2 separate regions of the Sus scrofa genome follow, and region 2 is linked to region 1. The links are chromatin contacts, called in public HiChIP or PLAC-seq maps. All regions are on one chromosome and are shown on one strand. Each heading gives the region's core, a stretch centred on a gene start, on an enhancer-like site or on the middle of the called end of the contact. The rest is flanking DNA. Distances are from core to core; before and after follow the strand shown.

What was found. HiChIP or PLAC-seq counts read pairs in DNA pulled down with a chosen protein or histone mark.
Region 2: a contact with region 1 is called in an H3K27ac HiChIP or PLAC-seq map of alveolar macrophages. The contact joins two enhancer-like sites. A contact is called at or near these places in 2 of 47 Hi-C or Micro-C datasets (both in liver) and 1 of 2 datasets of contacts at active chromatin or transcription factors (alveolar macrophages).

The regions. Positions count from the first base shown.
Region 1 is chr7:33,777,759-33,782,338 of Sscrofa11.1, reverse strand. All of the region lies in intron 10 of BTBD9 (BTB domain containing 9), which reads left to right. Among named protein-coding and RNA genes, the nearest start is that of BTBD9, 340 kb to the left of the region's middle. Within about 2 kb of position 1,943, at least 1 of the 83 cell types and tissues checked has an H3K27ac peak or open chromatin away from gene starts, as enhancers often do. A contact at or near this core is called in alveolar macrophages, where this site is marked.
Region 2 is chr7:33,924,832-33,929,264 of Sscrofa11.1, reverse strand. The region is part of intron 6 of BTBD9 (BTB domain containing 9); the gene reads left to right. Among named protein-coding and RNA genes, the nearest start is that of BTBD9, 200 kb to the left of the region's middle. Within about 2 kb of position 1,349, at least 1 of the 83 cell types and tissues checked has an H3K27ac peak or open chromatin away from gene starts, as enhancers often do. A contact at or near this core is called in alveolar macrophages, where this site is marked.

The DNA of each region.
Region 1 (4,580 bases), core at 694-3,193:
TCTCCTCATTATCCATTATTGATCTGTCATCCTTGATTCATTTATACCCTTATTCCACAGATGCAGTCATTGCCAGAAGTTTAGCTTTCTCTGGTCTCCACAACTATTCTTGCCCCTTAAGTTAATGATCTGGATCCCCCAGTAACAGTTTATCACTTGAGACTGGTTACTGGCTGGAAGTCCATTACCTTTATTTTTAAACACTCTTAGAGAGAGTAAAGTTTTTCTTTATGGAGGGTCTGAGTGCTTTAAAAACTGTTTGCCAGCTGTGCCCCTTTCACTTTGGAAATTGATTTGATTTAAAATCCCAAGTTTGTCAGGTTAATGTGTTTCAATTGTTTCTCTGGATTTTCAGAGTAAAAGGTTTAAAAAAAAATAAAAACCTGGCCGTCATCTCTGAGAGGATCTCTAAACCACTTGCCAAGCCCTCCCCTGTGCCTCCCCAGCAGGTTAGTCTCCCCCAGATCAGACCTGGAGCCCTGGAACTCTCTCTCCACCTGAGGTCTGAGGATGGGTTGCAGAGGGTCCACAGGGGTCTCAGGAGGCCCATGGTCAAGCCTGGGCTAAGCCCTTCCCTGAGATAGGCATTGCCAGTACAACCATGGGCCTCTAGTCAGAGACACATAACCCTAAGCAGATAAGCAAACTGAGCGCCTAGAGACGCCAGATAACGTCGTCATAGAAATCCATGCATAAAAATGAATGGTCAAATCCTGAGTGCTGAGAAGCTGGTGTTTTCATCCAAGGTTAAAAATGGGGTGGGCCGGGGGTGGATAGTGTTCCTTCCTGTGAGTTCAGGTGTCCAGCATTCATTTTCAGAGCTAAGTGGGCACTCTTCCTTGACTATCTGATTTATTCTCTTGGCTTCAGAGTTCATTTTCCAGTCATATTTTCTACTAAATGTTGGCCCCTTCTCGAATGGCTTCTCAAACGCTTTGTCTAAAAGCAGGCTCATGGTCATCTTTCCCTATAAAGCAGCTCCTCTCTTTTGACGTCCCTGCTCGTGGTGGTAGCAGTACAGCTTCGCTTGGGCGTCTCTTACCCCTTCGACTTTCTTCTTCCTCGCCTCCATCAGCCGTGTCCTTTCTTTTGTACCATTTCTTCCTTTATTTCTGTTCCAATTGCCACCACCTTAGTTCAGACCTCCGTGTCGCTCCACAGAGTATTAATAGTGGCCTCGAGTGGACTTCACGCCCTGTGTACTCCATTTGCATCTACTGCCGTTCTGGTGTCTGGGACCCTGTTGCTGGCTTTATGCAGTTGTGATTCCTTATTCCCTTGTCGGTGGTTGCTGAGAGAAGCCTCAGGTCATTACCTGGGTCAGCTTCTCCCTCTACATGACCAGCTTTTCCCAAACATCTTGTTTTCAAACATTCTGCCCACCATTAGCCCTCATGTCCACATTTCGAACAGATAATTACCATACTTCTCCGCTCCCTCCAAACTTTCTACTTTTTATCTCTTTAATTCTCTCCTTACAGGTAGCCTACTTTACTCTCAGCCTGGTCCAATTACTATTGCCAAATGAGTCCATGCTTAGATCAGCTAATTATCTTTATCTCCACTGGCTGATCTTCAAGTCTCTATCATCCTCTGTCCCCGTCAAGACCTGGCCAGAAGCGCTGAGTTCTTCCTTGATCTTTTCCTCCCCAGCACACTAACGACTCCATTAGGCGAATGTCCACTGTAATTTCTTTATGTGTATGTCAATAACCTTCACTGTTTTCTTGGTCTCTTTCAGAGAAGGGAGGAAATAAGGGACTAGGCTGGGAGGAAATTTGCTTTTAAAAATCTAGCCATTTTTCAAGGTCAACAGCACTTACCCCTCCGCCCACCCCCCGAAAGTACAGGGCCCAATTTTCCCAGAGTAGCCTCTAGTGAATAATCCTTAATCACATGCATAGGCTGACCAACTTTTGAGTCAGTCATGTTTATTGAGTGGCCCTGGTAGGTAGAGGCTACATTGTGAAGCAAGATGCTGAGGAAACAGAAAGATAGTTCCCTGAAGGAACTTAGAGCTTCTGAACATTTGGAAACCATCACAACACACATGCACGGTGTAAAATACAAAAATGGATCCTATAGTCATAAAATACTGTAACTCAAAGTACCTTGGAAATCATAGTCTAAGCCTCTCAGTTTAGCACATAAGAGTCTGAGACACAAGCACAGGGGCCTTTCCCAAGTCTCTTCTAATGAAGGATCCAGATTAGAATCCAGATCTCCTGATTCTGAGGCCCCCTTTCCCAGGATTTTGCATGGCCTAGAAGATCATAGTAAAACACAGTCATACAAGGTCTGTAAGAATATAGACGTGATCAGAATATGGCATAGGATTAGGGAAGTTTTTTCTGAAAAAAAAAAAAATCGAAACTGGCCACTTACTACTGGCCCACATCGTGGCTGGAAAAACCCATGATTTCCTAACCAAAGGGACCTCTGAGTTCAGATTTAAAAATCTTATGAACGGAGTTCCCGTTGTGGCTCAGTGGTTAACGAATCCGACTAGGAACCATGAGGTTGCCGGTTCGGTCCCTGCCCTTGCTCAGTGGGTTAACGATCCGGTGTTGCCGTGAGCTGTGGTGTAGGTCGCAGACGCAGCTCGGATCCCGCATTGCTGTGGCTCTGGCGTAGACCAGTGGCTACAGCTCCGATTCAACCCCTAGCCTGGGAATCTCATATGCCACAGAAACGGCCCTAGAAATGGCAAAAAGACTAAAATAAAATAAATAAATAAAAATAAAAATCTTATGAACATACAAGTCAGAAATAGACTCAGTTCCCAGAAGGTATAATGAAGACTGTAGATTACAAAGAAATCCACTTATGTTTTCATATAATTTCCTACCTTGGCTATTACTGCTGCTTCCTTCCCACAGTATTAATTTGACCAGCCTAATAGCTGTGTCATAATTCATACTTTAAAAATTGGCTTAAAGGTATAGTCTCTGCACCAGATTACCTAGGGCTTCATTATCAGGTTTAGAGTGATTAGCCTCTGTTTTTCTTCCCTTTTTCTTCTTATTTCCTACTTTAAAAAAAAATTATTACACTGTTCATTAGGCCATTTATTAGACTATTTTCTTCTACCAAAAGAGACTTGGGTGTGTGTTTTTCCTGTTTTAAGCCCAGATCCATAAAGCATATTTTCCCCACAGTTGACATTTTCTTTTCATGATCCCTTGAAATGAAACGTAAGTGAATTTCACCGTGGTGGTTGTAAATTATGTACTGAGTACCAGTAATAAACATTTCTTACAAAGTTTTAAAGTGTAGTTTCAGAGTGGTGATCATCTGGAATTGCACACATTTACCAGATGTTTTGGAGGGAGTTAGTGCTTTCTGCTCATACACTTTTCACCTCTTTATCCAAATGTGTACAACAGTACAGAAGTGACTTACTAAACCTAAACCGAGCAAAAGAGTGTCTGTGCTCCTAGTACTGCGCCTGAGCAGTCTTGACCAGGAAGGGGGGTGGGGGCGCCGCCTTGTTGGTCCTTCTGCCTCCAGGCAGAGTTGCACATTCAGCCTGTCCCAGAACGCTCACAGTTCTCCTCTAGTGAAAAAGCCCGCATGATATCCCCTGCTTCCTCATCTCCGCTTCTCAAACCCGTTAGTGCAGGTTTCTTGTGTGGGGGTCATGCTAGGGCAAAGGAGGGCAGATGTGCTGGCACTGCTGCTCTCAGATGAAAGCAAACTTGTTTATGTTGTTCTTGTTTCCTTCCGAGTTCTCTGGGGAGTTCCCAAATTCTCCGTAGGATTTGGCAGTGGATATATGGACTTAATAGAAATTCAGGCTGCTGAAGCTTTGAAATGTATAGTCTTTTCTCTAGGGTGTGCTGAGGGTGGGGGAAGGAGGGGCCCAGGGAAGCTTGTTTATTTGCTACATGCTTCTGAATCTTCTCGATTCATTTTTCCTAATTAAACTAAAAACCCACACCTATACTCCTTTAATGTTGACATCACAGGTTTAAACTAACGAGAGGGTATGATTCCAAAGTTCATGTTTTCAGGGCACCATTGAGCCCCTTCCTCACAGCCTCTGTCCATTTGTAGGTGCATAAGAGAGCGTCACGGAAGACCCCAAATGCACAGAGACGTGGCTCTGCTGACTGTGAGGGCAGGGCCTCAGTAACATGAAGGGGGAGTCAAGTTTTTAGTAAGACATGGTGTGTACTGTGATCTACAGCTACAAATGTGTTCGTTTTGCAATTTCTAGTCTGATTTTCAAATTTGTACCTTCACATGGCATTAATAGCATATTCTTACATTAATATTAATTAACATTATAAATTCCTAAGGAGATGAGAAGGGAGCACAGGGCACAGTGTTTGAAGCCGTTCGTATTTGTGGATGGAGCACCTGATATTCTTAGGCACTAGTTCCTCTTTTTGTTGCTTCCTTTTAACCAAGATTATCTTTCAACTCACGTTGAATCATTGCCCTGCTAAAACCCCCAATTTGTGGGGCGTAGGCCCTTGTTAGTTAAAAAGTGTGTTGTTGATCCATCCATAACTTAGACATATTTTTGCCACTGCTTTAGATTAGGCACTGTGCTGGGTGCGACCCCCTCCCACAGG
Region 2 (4,433 bases), core at 100-2,599, 150 kb before region 1:
GAGTGCCTGTGAAACCTTCCAGGGGAAGTGTTCAGTAGGCAGTTGGAAGTGTGGGTGTGGGTCTGAAGCTTCTTAGTGTAAGGTTAGTAGCTGAAGTAATGATTACAAATGAGGTTGCCTAGGATGGGTGTACAGAGTAAAAACAAGAGGAGGCCAGGTGGAACTCTTGGAGAACACCTGTGTTTAGGGAACAAAATAAAGGAAAAGGATCATACATCAAAGAGTAAGATACTGACAACAAGCAAAGGAAGAGGCAGGAAGAATCAAAAGAAAGAATGGTGTCACAGAAGAATGCACAGCAGTCAGCTGGACTAAAAAATATCTGAACAGATCCAGTAGCCTGGTGGGGGCGGCAGGCCAGTGGCAGCACACTGAGGAATAAATGGGGAGAGGAAAAGTAGAGATTGATGTGAAAGAAAGGAAAGAGAAAGGGCAGTAGCCAGAGGGAGGATATAAGCTTGAGAAAAGGTTTTATAAAAAAAAAACAATGGTTGGGAAAAATGATGAACTCGAATCAGCAGGGCCTTGTGACTTGCATCCTCTATTATTCAAAGAATTAGTAAAATTTATTGGTAGAGCCACTATTAGCTATTATTTTTGAGATGCCATGGAGCACAAAAGATAGCTGTAAAAAAAAACCTAGGGAGTAGCTTCTGGATGACCCCAGTAATTACAGATGTCTTCCTATTCCAGATAGTGGGGAAGGTATTACAACATATCATCAAACAATCCACTTAAAATGAACACCTAGACAAATACCAGGCACTGAATAGCAATGACTATGTTTCTGAAATGACAAATTTTGACAGTTGTTGAGTCTCCTTCAGTGATAGGCCACGAATAAAAAGAGGAGTTAATAAATGTGATACCTAAACTTTGATGAAATTTGGAGGTATTCTGTACTGTATGAATGTTAAGTATGCTTATAGCTGGCCTCGTAGCTACCACAGTATTTGTCACTTTGTTAAGTTTATCTGTGAGCCAGGCATTGTGCAGAACACGACAGATACCTGGTTGTTCTATCTTCACAGCCACCCCATCAAGTAAATACTATATTATTATTCCCATTTTATAGATGGGGAGCTTCTTGAAATTCACACAGTGGGACAGAAAGACTGAATCAGGCATCAAGGAGTGGCTTCTACTCTGAACTCTGTTTAATTAAACAAAAGAAAAAAAAAAGTAGCTCTGTGACTGTGGGCAAGTTCCAGCATAGGATGGTGCACTGCTCTTTTTCTATGCTTTTTTTTTTTTTTTTTTCTAAAGAATGAAGCTTCTAGAATGCTTATAAAGGAAAATGACACATAAAACTAACATGTCACACTATCCACTAGTCACATCATATTCTCAGAAAATTATGTTCCTTTTTGATCTCTGTATTTTGACAAGTGATGAGTAATTGCTGGTCTGGAGAACAACCCAGATGATTAATTCTTTAAAAAATAAGCCCTCTGAAAAATCTAAAATAAAGCTTGCAGACTGGAGGTCTGAACAGTGGCATTTTTGCATGGCCTGTACATTGTAAAGGCATCGTAATTGAATTTTTGCTCTTAAAAATTGGGGAATTTCCCATAAAAATCCCTATCACCAGCTGCTCTTGACAAACAGGAAGGAAGCCCTGTCCACACCCGATCCACGTTTACCCTTGGCTACAGTGAGTATAAGTGTGTGTTGTCCGTATGCCCTCTCCTCCACCCAGGCCACCACGTGGTTGGGTAGGAGTCTAACTTCGAGAAAGAAAGCTTTTTAAAAGAGGGCTATTTCCTCCAGCTGTTTAAGAGTTTGGTGGAGTTCCCATCGTGGCTCAGTGGTTGATGAATCTGACTAGCATCCATGAGGACACAGGTTCGATCCCTGGCCTTGCTCAGTGGGTTGGGAATCTGGCATTGCTGTGGCTGTGGTGTAGGCCAGCAGCTGCAGCTCCACTTCAGCCCCTAGCCTGGGAACCTCCATAAGCCACGAGTGCGGCCCTAAAAAGCAAAAAAATAAATAAATAAATAAGAGTTTGGTAGCAATAAATGATTTCCCAAGGGCTAGGTGGTTGGTAGCAGGGCCATGCATTGAGCAACCCCAATGGGAGCTACTTTGTGTAGCCCATGGGAAATATACAGCCATGTGCAGTGGCTGGACTGGGAATTTCTAAGGCAATTGACAAAATTTCCAACTGTGAAATTTTTTTTTTTTTTGTCTTTTTTTTTTTTGCTATTTCTTTGGGCCGCTCCCGCGGCATATGGAGGTTCCCAGGCTAGGGGTCTAATCGGAGCTGTAGCCGCCAGCCTACGCCAGAGCCACAGCAACGCAGGATCCAAGCCGCATCTGCGACCTACACCACAGCTCACGGCAACGCCGGATCCTTAACCCACTGAGCAGGGGCAGGGATCGAACCCGCAACCTCATGGTTCCTAGTCGGATTCGTTAACCACTGCGCCACGACGGGAACTCCGCAACTGTGAAATTTTTTATGTAACCCAAATGACTGCTTGTCCTGTAATACCTGTCACATGGTAGCAAGATCTCATCCTCTCCATCAAATGTCCCCTCAAAGCAGTGTTTACCTGCAACACATGCGTGGCATGTTTCCCCAGAACCTTGCCAAGAGCATGCTTTTCAAACTTTTGGAAATCTGGTGGATGAGAGATCTTTATTTTTCTTATTGGGCCACTGGAGAAATTGAACATATCTTCAGGTTCTGGGGAGGCTTGGCAGGTTTTCGTTTTGCAAACTCTGCTCACCTCTCCCAGTTTTTTACATGAGTTTTAGTTCTTTTTTATTTTAGGAGTTCTTTAGATGTTAGGAATATTAACGTCTGTTATAATAGGAGTTGAGGATTTTTTTTTATTAATTTGTTATTTGTACTTTTGCTTATGGAGTTTTGTTGCCTTTTTTTTTTTCTATGTAGAATTTTATTTTTTATATAGTCAAGTATCCCAGTCTTTTTCCCTTATGCTTCTGGATTTTAGTTACTTAGGAAACATTTCTCCACACCCAAAATGTAGAGGAATTTCCTGCTCTTTTTTCCTGCTGGTTCTTCCTATTTATTTATTTTTTAGATACGGTTACTAGTCGGATTCATATCTGCTGTGCCACAATAGGAACTCTGTTTTTTCCTGTTTCTTATTTTTTTCTCATTTTTTTGAATTTAAATTTGGTTCATTAGGATTTGCACTTGTGTAAGGTGTAGAATGTTAATCCAGTGCCACTTATTAAAAGTGAGGCTTGGAGTTCCTGTCATGCCTCAGTGGTAATGAACCCAACTAGTATACATGACCATTTGAGTTTGATCCCTGGCCTCTCTCAGTGGGTTAAGGATCCAGTGTTGCCTGGAGCTATGGTGTAGGTCGCAGACATGGCTTGGATACTGCATTGCTGTGGCTGTGGTGTAGGCTGGCAGCTGTAGCTCTGATTTGACCCCTAGCCTGGGAACCTCCATGTGCTGCAGGTGCGGCCCTTTAAAAAAAAGAAAAAAAAAAAGTGAGTCTTTTTCCAACTCTTGATCTGAGATTAACTCCATTGTATAATATGCATATATTTTCATACGTAATTTTGTTCTGTATTTTAGATTTTCTACTTTATTCTATCGAGCTTTTTCTTCAGGTGCTCATATCACATTGTTTTGTTTATAGAGCCTTTATAATATAGTTGAATACCTGCTTTTCTATTTCAAGATTTTCCTGATTCTCCTTGCTCAACTGCCCTTCCAAATTAGTCTAATGATCAGCTTGTCTAATTCATAGCAGTAGAGGGGGAGGGGTGTGAGGAGTTGAGGGTAGGATAGATGGTATTTTTGTTGGGATGTTGTTAAGAATTAGAGAGTAGCAATATCCTACGATCTGAGTCTTCCTGTCTAAGAATATAGTGCATCTTAACATTTGTTCAAATCTAATTCTATGCTATGTTCTTTCTTGCACATGCTGCTCCTTAGTTTGGGCCAGGTTGAATTTGAATAGCTTACCTGGCCAACAGAATGTGAGCAGGAGGTCTGGAGAGGGGGAGGTTGGGCTGGAGGAATACGCTAGGAACCATTTTCATTAGTCATATATGACTTCATCATTTGAAATGACCTTTTCATTGTCAAATAGTATTGGACCTTTAAGTTCCTCAGTGAAAATATTTAATTCGTAGTAGATAAATGACCAGGTAACATTTTAATATTTTCTTTTCAGTGAAAGAGATGTTTGAGGGCTACTTTAAAATCCCATGTAGCACAATTTTTTGGTTTCATGGAATAAAATAGTTACATTTTTGAGACTGTTTCATTGACTAAATTTTCATTTTTAACTCTAAGATAAAAAGATAGATGTTTTGGACTTTATCAACTATACAAAAATATTGAAATAAAAATCTTTGGTGTTTTTAATTCATCAGTTTCATAGAGCAAAGAAAATGACAGTGTTTGTTAGTAAAAACTCATTAATGTGCTCTAGCCCAGAAAA